Regions from separate parts of the Rattus norvegicus genome. Here region 2 is linked to region 1. The links are chromatin contacts, called in public Hi-C maps. All regions are on one chromosome and are shown on one strand. Each heading gives the region's core, a stretch centred on a gene start, on an enhancer-like site or on the middle of the called end of the contact. The rest is flanking DNA. Distances are from core to core; before and after follow the strand shown.

Region 1 (5,727 bases), core at 3,045-5,544:
ATGGCATGGTTACAGCAAAGGACCAGAGCAGCACGCACTGGCATCGTGTGGAGTCCTCAGTTTTACCAGATGAGGATTTGGGAGCATGGGAAGTGAAGGGTTTTCCTTTGTCATGAAGAACCTGGGGCACGATCAAGTCATGCCTTGCCCAGAGTGGCTGGCTAAGGGCTGCTGCATGGTACCTACCCTTGTCTCCACAGTTCTGCTTTAGTTCGGATACGCTATGTACAAGGCAGCTGGCGAAACACACCTCCATCCCACAGTCAAGGTGACAGGTCTCATCCAACCCTTCCTGGGAAACACCTCCACCACGCAGCCAGGGGACAGGTCGCATACAGCTCTTCCCTAGATATTTATTTCTTACTCTCTCATATAATACATCCCAACCTCAGCCTGCCCTCTCTCCACTCCTCCCAGTGTCCCCCACTCCTCCTCCCTCCCCCCAGATCACTGCTCCTCTGTTTCCCTTCAGGAAAAAGCAGGATGTCAATGAAACATGGCCTCACAAGATGCAATAGGGCTACCCACAAACCCTCATACTTTAAGACATTTATAAACCACTTCATCTGTCTGTTACTATAAATTGGAAAAATGAATCCTACCTTAAGTCATAACCAAGGTGGCTTCTCCTGGCATTGTTCTGTCACGTCTGTGGTTAAGACCGTTCTATTCTTAGTTTTACAAACTTCCTGGGACCGAGCAGTTGATCAATGGGCAAATACTCTTTTCTGGCTTCACAATATTTTCAAATTATTTATTTTAAAAAAAGAGACATGGATATTTTCTGTTCAAGTGCCTGTTTAAGGCTTCTGGATTCTATTTGAGCAGAATTTTCTCTGGTCACCCTCAGCCGCTGTAGCTTTATAAGTGATTTGCTAACCTTTGCTTTTAATGCCTAGTGGCACTTTATCCATGGCTGTGTGCAGTACTCAGAGTAGAAGGCCTGGCCGAGCAGAAAGCTGCAAACTATGGCATTACCATTTGCCCCCTGGTAAACAGTAATTTGGTCTTCCAGGCAGTTTCAAAGGAGTAATAAGTATGCTTAGTCAGGATACCTGGAGAGTTCTCTACTATGGTGTCCACTAAACTTTCCTTGCAAACTATGAGAAATTACTTTTGTGGATGGGATCCATCGGGAGTCTTTGGGGTTCAGTAGCACAGTTGAACAGTGCGACGGTTATGGAAGCCATGAGGTACGCTCACAGGGGCTCCCTAAGGTAAGCCTCAAGCAGACCATGGTCATCTGAGTTCACGGCCCACGAGGCACAGCCACATGACTGGAGGCATACATTATGAGCATATCAGCCACATTGAGACAAAAAAAAGTAGTTTGCTTTCTCCTGTTCTCATTTCCTAGGGGAGAAAGCTGAACATTGAGTAAATGTTTGCTTTCCTCTATCAGAAAGACCTCAAGGCTAATAACTCTGCCAAGGAGGGCAAGTAGGTCACCCGGGAAGTACCACAACACAGAGAGCCCGAGTTTGGTCAGTTGGAAATGAACACCAGGGGCAACCGTTATGAGTAGAACGTTTCCAAGGGTGGCTCTAGTAGATATTTGTGCTCTCTCCCGCACACAGCACTGCACGTCTCTGAGGACAACTCTTGTCTCTAAGACAGCATTCCTGAAATCAGTGAATCGTCAGCTTCAAGGTGCGCTAAGGACCAACAGCTAGTCTTCAAAGACAGGGGCAACTCAGAAAGCTCACATGGATGGCCCCACACCTGGCCTCTCAAGTGCATGTCTTCTCCTGCTTCCATTTCTTGGGCACACAGTAGTGGAGGGAGAAATTAAGAGAGTATACATGACATACACATACATGCACACACAGGGACCACCCATCCAACATACACACTTGGTAATTCTCCCCAAATGTTTGGTAGAGGCACAGCCAAGGCACATACATCTAGCACGCCCCCTGCTGGCTTGGCAGGAGCTGACTCAGCCTTTACCCTATGGGCCTAAATCATGGATGAATGACCTTAGAATCCACAGGGACAGACAAAATGACAAAATAAGGCAATTTGGGCTTCTCGGAAATGAAGGGCATAATACTCAACTAAATACTTTTCAAACGTGTTTTCAGAATGTTACAGGAAATACATGACTAATCCCTATCTAGAGGAAATAGCTGCTGTTATATATCCATAAGTGTTACAACAAATAAATAAAAATGTGAGTATTCTCACAGGTCTACGGGTGGAGATGGTGGATACAAAGGCCACCATAGTTCCCCAGACTCAATTTCCACAGCCCACAGCACTAAAACCACTCGTCACTGAAGGCACTTTAGATACAGAAGATTCTTGGCATTTGATACAAGCTCAAGTTCACAAGGCAACCTGTGTAAGGGAAATGCCACAGAAAAGCAGTGCATGTGGCCAATTTCACTACAAGGGTTATTCACTCAGCACGCCACCGTGAATAAGTTTGACATTATCAAGAGGTCAGAGACTATGATGTACACACTGCTCTCTCACTGGTAGCTGTCCCCTGTCCTCCTCCAGCAATGCTGGGGGTAGGGAGTGGCTCAGAATTTCCTTCCCAAAGGTACACCTGCTACCTAGAATCTAGGCTTAGTTGAGATTAGTACGTAGCCAGACCCCATGAAGTAATGATCTGCATTCACTATCACCCTGAACACTAAGAGTCCACAGTAACCACTATTCCCAGGGTTCCAGATTCAAACCTTCCTGTGGCATATGGCACTAAGTTCCTTGCAAACCCAATATGATCACACTAATAATCTAAGGCATCCTTATTTTAACCAATTAGGAGGTGCAATTAATTATTAAATACAAAAACATCAATACTTTGGTCTCTTATTAGATCTCCTTTTGATACAACAGGCCTAAGTAGATGTTCAGACTGTCTTGGGAACTGGCTTTCGGCTGTTCCCATAAGAGCAGATACTAATGGCATACTCATATAATCAAATGAATGCATGCTGCTGGCATTGTTGGGTAATTTTCTTCCAGAACTTGGTGTGCTGTGTACATCTCAAGCTCTCACATTCCTTGAACACTTTGGATAGGTCTTGGGGTCTGGTGGGACACACAAGGGCTAAAAGAGCCCTAGAGAAACCAGCACCTCTCCCAGGCACACCCTAGAAGGGGATGTTGGTGATGGAGGAGCCCTGCAGAAGCAATCAAGGTCTGCAAAGACTTAGACCTCATTGTCTACCTTTGCCTGGACACGACATTAAATAGATCATTTTTTAAGAGAAGTGTTTTTCGTATAGGTCATTTTCATTAACAGAGGTACAAACATATACTGTCATACGTGATGGATCTGTGTGCTCTGGATCAGTTAATTTCCAGACCTTTAGGGACACGTTTTCTTTCAGCCACTTTCAAATGTTCCAATCTTCAAGCCAACAGAATAAAAACTGCACTTATATGAGGTTTTCGAGTTTTGAGCGCAGAGAAACCAATTCGATGGCTAAGATTCTCAGAGAGCTGCAGTAGCTGTACCGGTCGGGAGGAGGGTACACTTGAGCGGTTACGTCCAATGAAGGAAAGTTTTAGTTAATGATGACATCACTGACATCTCCCAAATTTAAAGGAGCACTTAAAGCACAGCAGATACAATTTTCCCCCTCCAGTGAGGAGATATTAGAGAAGGCCTCTAGGTTCAGAGCCAAATTGCATCAACCGTTTCTCGCTTGGCCAGTCAGACCCAGAGTAGTACGCGGGGGGCCACGGTGACCCACGCAGCCATAGCCCCTGTGCAAGCCGCCTCAGGCGCCTCTCTGAGCTGACCCTACCCTTCGGACCCCCAACGCGCCCCCACGGACCGAGGGCCCAGTCCCGGCGCGCTTGCCATCACGTTCCAGTGCGGAACCGCGAAAAGGGCTAGGAGGCAGCCACTGGAGCCAGCGGGAGCGCCGCGCCCTACCGTCGCCGGGCTGAAGCCGGAGCCGGTGGCCGTGGCGCCCACGAGATCCCGAACGATTCCCGCAATGCAGACGCACAGTGAGCCCTGCGCCCCCAGCGCCCTGCGGCCCCTGCCCGCGCCCACTCGCCTCCCGGCCAAGCGCAGGGCGACCCCACGTCGCGCGCCCCATCGCACCTGCCCGCTGCGCCCGGCCCGCCGCCCGCCGGCAGCACCGTGGCCAGCGCCGCTCACCTGCCGCGCCGCCCGCCGGTCCGCCCGCAGCCCGCAGTCGCCGCTAGCCGACTTCCATCTTCCCTGGCTTCGGGAAAACCAGATCAGCTGTTCCGCTCGCGCCCAGCCGCGGCCCCCTCCCCAGCTGCCGCGCGGCGCCCGGGCCTCTCCTCCCCCGCCTTCCTGGCTGCGCCGCGCTCCGCCCCCCGCGCCCCTCCGCTCCGCCCGCGGTCGCGCGCAGCGCCCGCCTCCCGGCTCCGTCCGCGGCCCCGAGGCGCGCGCCCTGCCTTGACGTCACCACCTCCGCCGTGCCCCGCCCCCGCTGAGGTGGTGCGGGCAAGGGAACGCGCGTGCTCGTGGCCACCGTTGGCCCCGGTCGCGCAGAGCTCTGCGAGGACGCGCTAGGACCCGCTGTGTCCTCGCGCACGCGCTCCCATGCTTGCCCCCTTAGGGTGTAGTCTTTCGAGGTCATCCCTGGACTTAAGGAAACCCACCTTCACCTCCGCCCGGCTCATCCTGTTTCTAATGGTCTGCAGTCACCTTTGGTGTTTTCCTCTAGGCTGGCTCTCTTTTCCTAAACACCCTAAACTTTCGCTGTTTCCACGCCCCTCTGACCTTCCCGTTTCTTTTCCCATTAGTAACGTTTTTACATGATTGTTTAAGATGTTTCCTCCGCCACTGTTTAAGACTTTTTCCCCAGCCTGATACCAAGTGGCTGCCCCTGCTTTCTGCCCTCTCATTTAACCCTTTTGGTGTAGTTTCTACCTATTAGGTTCAGAGCTGGGCGTTCCCACATTCTTGGCCCCTTGTTCAAGAAATTGAAATAACAGTGCATAGGTATTGCAAGCTAACAACGAAACAAGGCCATAGTACAGATCAGAAATATACATAGCCAACAGCGGGCCACACCAGTGAGCACACTCAAAGGCCCTTATTTGGAGGGTTCATTCTATGGTCTTCCAGAAAAGGAGACATTTAGTTGGAAAAGGATGTAGCGTCAGTGGTTCTCTGTTTTGATTGACAGAACAGATTATGTAAGCCATTTGTCACTATGCACGTCCTTTCCTATAATGTGTTTTATTTTAATCATATGCACACCCAACTATGCATAGTCATAGGATGGTTAAATGGTGTATTCTTCCTAAAAGTTCACTCAAAGCACATCTTTCCTTATTGAATATACACACAAGACTAGCTCAAGATGAATTAGGACTCCATTTTTATACCTCCCGTATAGCTGGACTATGACCGAATAGAAACTGTTGCCGTCTAATGGTCTTTATAGGAAGGAAAAACCTATTCCACTGTTTAGAGTGAGGTGCAGGTACAATTCTATGCAAGTGGATGTCCAAGGTTGCTAACAGGTTGCAAATGCATCGTTTGGAGAGGAATGCCTAACTAAAGTTCCAGATTGCTAAACTGTGTTTTATGTATACCTTTCTCGACTTCCCTGAGACACTTTTCTCCATAATTTATCAAGATCAGTCTTTGTACTGCTTTGTGCTGAGTAGGAGACTAAAGCTGAATAAGGCAAAAATCCCATTTCCTATTCTGTTCCTAAGGCTGTTATAGCTCCTGGATCTCCATTAGTAAATGCTCAGACAATTTCTCATGCTACTGGT
Region 2 (5,566 bases), core at 1,005-3,504, 240 kb before region 1:
CTGAGCGAGATCAGGGTATATTATGTGAAATTCTCAAATAATCAATAAAGATATTACATTGAGGTGGGGAAAGACTAGGCTCACACTCTCATATCAGGGCTGGATGAAGCAACTGAGTAAGGAGAAGAGGACACCAAAAGCAGGCACAGGAGTCAGAGATAACCCCACCCCCATTGTTAGAGTCTCACAAAAGTACCAGGCTACACAACTGTAACATGTATGCAGAGGACCTAGGGCAGATCCATGCAGGCTCCCTGGCCTATCAGGTACCTTGTATACCAGATGTTTATACTACAATTCATAACAGTAGCAAAGTTTATAGTTATGAAGTAGCAACATAATAATTTTATGGTTGGGGGTCACCATACCATGAGGAGCTGTATTAAAGGGACAGCATTAGGAAGGTTGAGAAGCAATGACCTAGATCGTTAACTGCTTGTCTGGACTGTGTTTAAGATAACTGGAACTTTAGGGCTGGAGGAGTAGATCAGCCTCAGAGCCTTTGCTTAGCATGTGGAAGGCGTTGACTCCAAGCACCACAAAAGGAATCAGAGATGTGAAATTTTGAGTTTGGAGGTTGCAGATTTTTTGTGCTAAAGCATTTCATACTCCAACAAAGAAATAACCAAGCAAGGGGTCATAGAGTCAACCTTTGGATCAGTTAAACCACACAAGGCCGGCAGGACCAAAATGATAGTCTCCCAGGTAGAGCTTTATAAAACACCTAATTTTATTTTAAAGTCTCAGATGGGTGGAAAAAATATTACTTTATTTCAAAGGCAAATGAGTGAGTTCAGGGAATGGCTCTCTCCTACTCAGCCACACCCTTCTGCCGTTCACCCAGGTGTCCAGGCAACGCTACGCTACAACTCCCTCTGTGGAGGTGGGTGCGGGTGGGGGTGTGTGGGAACAGCATGCCATGGAGTAGAAAGCTGGTTCAATCTTCTTCTCACTGAGCTGAATCAACCTCCTTTTAGCCAGCCTGCAGCTACACACCGAGTTCAGCAACAGAAGCAGCATCAGTGTCTTTAACTCAACTGGCATAATTAGGATACTTAATGATGCTCAGAGGAGGGGTGTGTGTGTGTGTGTGTGTGTGTGTGTGTGTGTGTGTGCATGTGCGCGTGCGCGTGTGCGTGTGTCTGTGTCTGTGTCTGTGTCTGTGTCTGTGTGGGCTTCCTGGCTGGTGAGACAGTCAGTTTTGTTCTGTGACATGCCTATGTGACCAGGCTCTACCACAGGCCCAGAACAAAGGCACCTAATAATGATTGCCCTGAACCTCCCAACTGTGAGCCAAGAGAAGCCTTTCCTCTTTCTAGATCGCCTCGTATTGCTGTGAGTGATGGAGGGCTGCCTAACAAAACCAGGCCTCCTGACTTTTAATTTTCAACTGGTGCTTTGCGAGCAAGCCAAACGCCGATTCTTATAAAGCTTAAGAGAATGAAATCAGCTGTCAGCACGGATCTGGATCTATGGAACAGTAAAAGCAGCTCTGCTGAGGCTGTCAGAGGCCTCGGAGGGGTATCTGCCAAGGGCCCTCCTTGGGCAGTGCCTGTCCTTACTGTATATTCAAAGCTGCCAGCCTGCATAGGATTTAAGAACACATTCCGTTCAGCTAAGATTGTTTGAGTTAAAACTCCCCAGGCAGACTTGAAAAACTACAGTAAGCTCACACTAAATCCCGAAGATCCGAGAAATAAATCACTTCATGTGTCTCGGATGCTTGCCAAGCTTGCCCCCAGGAGGCGTCTTAATATGTCACTTGGAAGAAACGCCTTACAGCTCTTTCTATCCAGTTTTCACCTGGAAGCCTACCAGCTCTCTTCCTACAGTGTCCATGTATCACAAGGTAGGTAACGAAGGCTGCTGATGGCCACTGGGGTCCAAGCCTCACGCCTGGGCCCAAGACTCCCCTTGAAGAGGACCAGCCCACAAGGGCTCCACAAGCCTAGTGCACAGTTAGCAGCTGTCTGTGGGTGGTCAGCCCATCCACACAACAGAAAGGCTGATGGGCTCTAAGGATATTTTCTGCTTGTTCAGAATCAAAGAAGTCCTGCTGGGAGACTGAAGGCACACCCGTGTATCAAGTGGGGTCTGGGGGCAGCTGTGATTGTCCCCTCTTCCCCACCTGTCCAGGAGGGAGCTTGGAGCAGGGAATGGGAGGGCACAGTCCTCTCCAGAGACCATGTCCACCAAGGAGGCTGTGTCCACGGAAGCGGCTACATTTACCAACTGTGTCTATCCAGGAGGCTCTATCTATCAAGGGGGATGTGACCAGTACAGAGGCTGAATTTACCTGGAGACTGTCTACTTAGGAGACTATGTGTACATAGGAAGCTATGCCCACCAAGTATGCTGCTGCTCCTCTTCTGGAGACCATTCATCGAGGAGTAAATGTCTACCCAGGAGACCCCATGTCTTTCCAAGGGACCCCCAACTCTTCTCTGGAGACCATGTCTACCCAGGAGAACTGTGTTTTCTCTCAGGACTGTGCTTACTAAGAGGGCTGTGTCCCCCAAGGAGCAATGTTAATGAAGTCAGCAACTGAACAGGCCCAGAACAGGTGACTGCAGGCTTCGGGCCTCCTGGATGAGGAAGGGAGTGCTGTAGCCATTTGGATGTTACATTTTCAGACACTGGCAAGATTGACCATACCATGGGCCTGCAAAGTTATGTCATCTGTAGATGACCTGGAAGGCCAGCCTGTGCTTGGAGTGCACAGGGTAGGACTGTGGATACAGGATTTTATTTTGGCAATAGAACACTGGACAGTTTACATTGGTAGAGTTAACGTTCTGACATTCCTTAATTTAATTTTCTTGAGCCTTGATTCAATGCTGGTAGGATACTGAATGCTCAGTCGTGTGCTCAGCTGGACTTGCTTAGTCCACCACTAGCAGAGGTACAACCTGGACAGTGCCATCCTTTCGGCATGGCCACCATGACCCTTCCTCATCAGACCTTCTGTCATTTTCTCCTGCCTACTGTATTATCAGCTGCTGAGCGGCTCACAACATGCGTTTACTTTCTCATGATTCCAAAAGCTTCAGTTAATCTCCTTGTTCCAAGCCTCACAGGGCTGAAGTCAAGGTGTCCGCAGGATTGTGGTCCCTCCTGGATGCTGGTAAAAGAGGCTCGGCTTTGAGGCCTGACCCTATCTCAGGAGGCTGGGATACTGAGTTCCTGCTTCAGTGTAAGCTGAAGCTCAGTGAAGCTCAGCTTCTAGAGGATACGCCGTATCCGAGGCTGGTGGTTCCTCCTCCATAGATAACGAGCCATGGAGGGTTGCTTCACTGTCGCACCACATGTCCTCTTACCTCCCCTGTGTCTGCCATCTTCCTCTGTTTCTAAGAACCCTGACATTACCTTGGGTCCACTAGATAAGGGTGTAATTTATGTTAAAACCAAAATATTACCACCCTAATTCCATCCAGAGTCGTCCTGTGTCACTATAGTAGCCCCTCTTTTTCCAAGGGAGATGTGTCCCCCAAGCTTGTGGGAGAAGTCTGAAGCTGTGGGTATGCCCACCCCTCACAGCTGGTCTGAGAAACCTCCATCTTCCTTACTAAGCCAGGAACCTTTACTTCTCCACTCACGGGACGCGCTTCATGTCTCTCTGTTGTCTCCCAGATGCCACTATCTCTACTCTTGTGCTATGGGGTCACTACTAGGTCACGTGAACACATTCATACCATGCTGTGTGAGACACAAAAGAATGATTCATGTCCTGGTTGGGATGAAACAACTAGAATTTTCCTGGAATTTTCAACAATTTAATATTTTTGAACTGCCATTGATTTGGACAATAAAAATGCAGACAAGGGGAACCACTGTGCCTATGCCAGCACATGGCTCAGTACTGGGGACAGGAACCTTGGGAGTCATCTTTAGACTTGTGCCTACCAGGTAGCCTTGTGCTGGAAAACATGGACCAGCTAAATGGATTAGTGCTGCTTGACACCTTCAGTCTGGCTCAGAATGAGATGTCATTTATTTTCAATGCTGAGGAGTACTCCATAGCATATACTCAGGTGTGCTTATCCATTTCCATGCTCCTCCTGGCAGACGTCGTTCTGGCTTTAGGTATTTTATTATGGGATCTTTCCAAGACTGCAATGGCTCCATTGGAATCCACAGCCCAGCTCTAACAAGAACTGACTCACGGTTTCTCCTGTTTCACGTCGGCTGTCATCTATGTACCTGCCCCAGTATGCATCACGTATCATCTCACCCGTCAGTACTTCAGCGGGAGGCTGTCTCTTTGTAGGCACAGAGCAAAGCATGTTTACAGGCAAACGCCAAGAGCTCCGAAGCCTTCAGCTGCACAGTAAGGCTGTGGTCGATTCTAGGTTGCTTTACAAGTTTTCACTTTTCACTCTTTGTGAATAAGCTTTTTTAAATAAAAAATTGTATTTACTTAGAAGCATCCAGAATGTCAACAAAACAGCTTCAATTTTTTTTTGCAAGTGCAGAGTGGTATTCAGTTAACAGAACAGCAACTATCTTCATATAAGCTGCATCAGAGGCAACTGAAGATGAAAACCCCCTTCCCCAAACAACCAAACCAAACCAAACCAAACCAAACCAAACCAAACCAAACCAAACCAAACCAAACCAAACACCAAACTGCTGTCCCCATATATAATTAGTGCTGTGCACCAACAAGAACCGGCTTTAAATTTCCATGACAATTTACATCCCCAGACTGTACCAGGCAAGGTTAGTGGCCATTGAAAATACCACCAGGACAAGGCTAGCTAAAGACACATTCGGTAGTGTGTTAACTATACAAAAAAGACACCGCACAGTTTAAAAACAAATCGTACACAACCTTACTTTTCGATTTCTTTCTTTAGAAGGATGAGTTGTGTATGGGAATGGGGGTGTTAAATGCTTGATAGACAAGAAAAAGATTGTGCTAGAACCAACTTAATCGTTATTATCTTCATCTTCCTCCTTTTCTTCATTCTCATCATCTTCCTCTTCCTTCTTTTTTCTTTTATTGGATTTTTTTTATTTACATTTCAAATGTTATTCCCTTTCTCCGTGTCCCAGACATAAGCCCCCTATCCCGTCCCTTTCCCCTTCTTCTGTAAGGGTGTTCTCCTCCCCATCCACCCCTGCCCTGACATTCCCCTACACTGGGGGGTCCAACCTTGGCAGGACCAAGGGCTTCCCCTTCCACTGGTGCCCAACAAGGCCATCCTCTGCTACATATGCAGCTGGAGCCATGGGTCAGTCCATGTGTAGTCTTTGGGTAGTTGTTTAGTCCCTGGAAGCTCTGGTTGGTTGGCATTGCTGTTCTTATGGGGTTGCAAGCCCCTTCAGCTCTTTCAATCCTTTCTCTAATTCCTCCAATGGGGATCCCATTCTCAGAACACTGGTTTGCTGCTAGCATTTGCCTCTGTATCTGACATGCTCTGGCTGTGTCTCTCAGGAGACAGCTATATCCGGCTCCTGTCAGCATTCACTTCTTAGCTTCATCAATCTTATCTAGTTTTGGTGGCTGTGTGTGTGTGTGTGTGTGTGTGTGTGTGTGTGTGTGTGTGTATGTGTGTGTGTGTAC

Evidence for each region. Hi-C and Micro-C count contacts between places; a contact is called where the count stands out from the background.
Region 2: a Hi-C map of frontal cortex shows a contact between it and region 1, with 4 times the contacts expected there. The contact joins the enhancer-like site here to the promoter of Otud7a in region 1. A contact is called at or near these places in 2 of 12 Hi-C or Micro-C datasets (Schwann cells and frontal cortex).

What each region holds. Positions count from the first base shown.
Region 1 is chr1:126,474,842-126,480,568 of GRCr8, reverse strand. Otud7a (OTU deubiquitinase 7A) reads right to left here and starts at 4,294. Exons shown (of 15, transcript XM_063278759.1): 1 at 4,127-4,294. LOC102548323 (a long non-coding RNA gene) reads left to right here and starts at 4,434. Exons shown (of 4, transcript XR_005494545.2): 1 at 4,434-4,633.
Region 2 is chr1:126,712,004-126,717,569 of GRCr8, reverse strand. The region is part of intron 4 of Otud7a (OTU deubiquitinase 7A); the gene reads right to left. Among named protein-coding and RNA genes, the nearest start is that of Hmgn5b, 81 kb to the right of the region's middle. Within about 2 kb of position 2,254, at least 8 of the 93 cell types and tissues checked have an H3K27ac peak or open chromatin away from gene starts, as enhancers often do.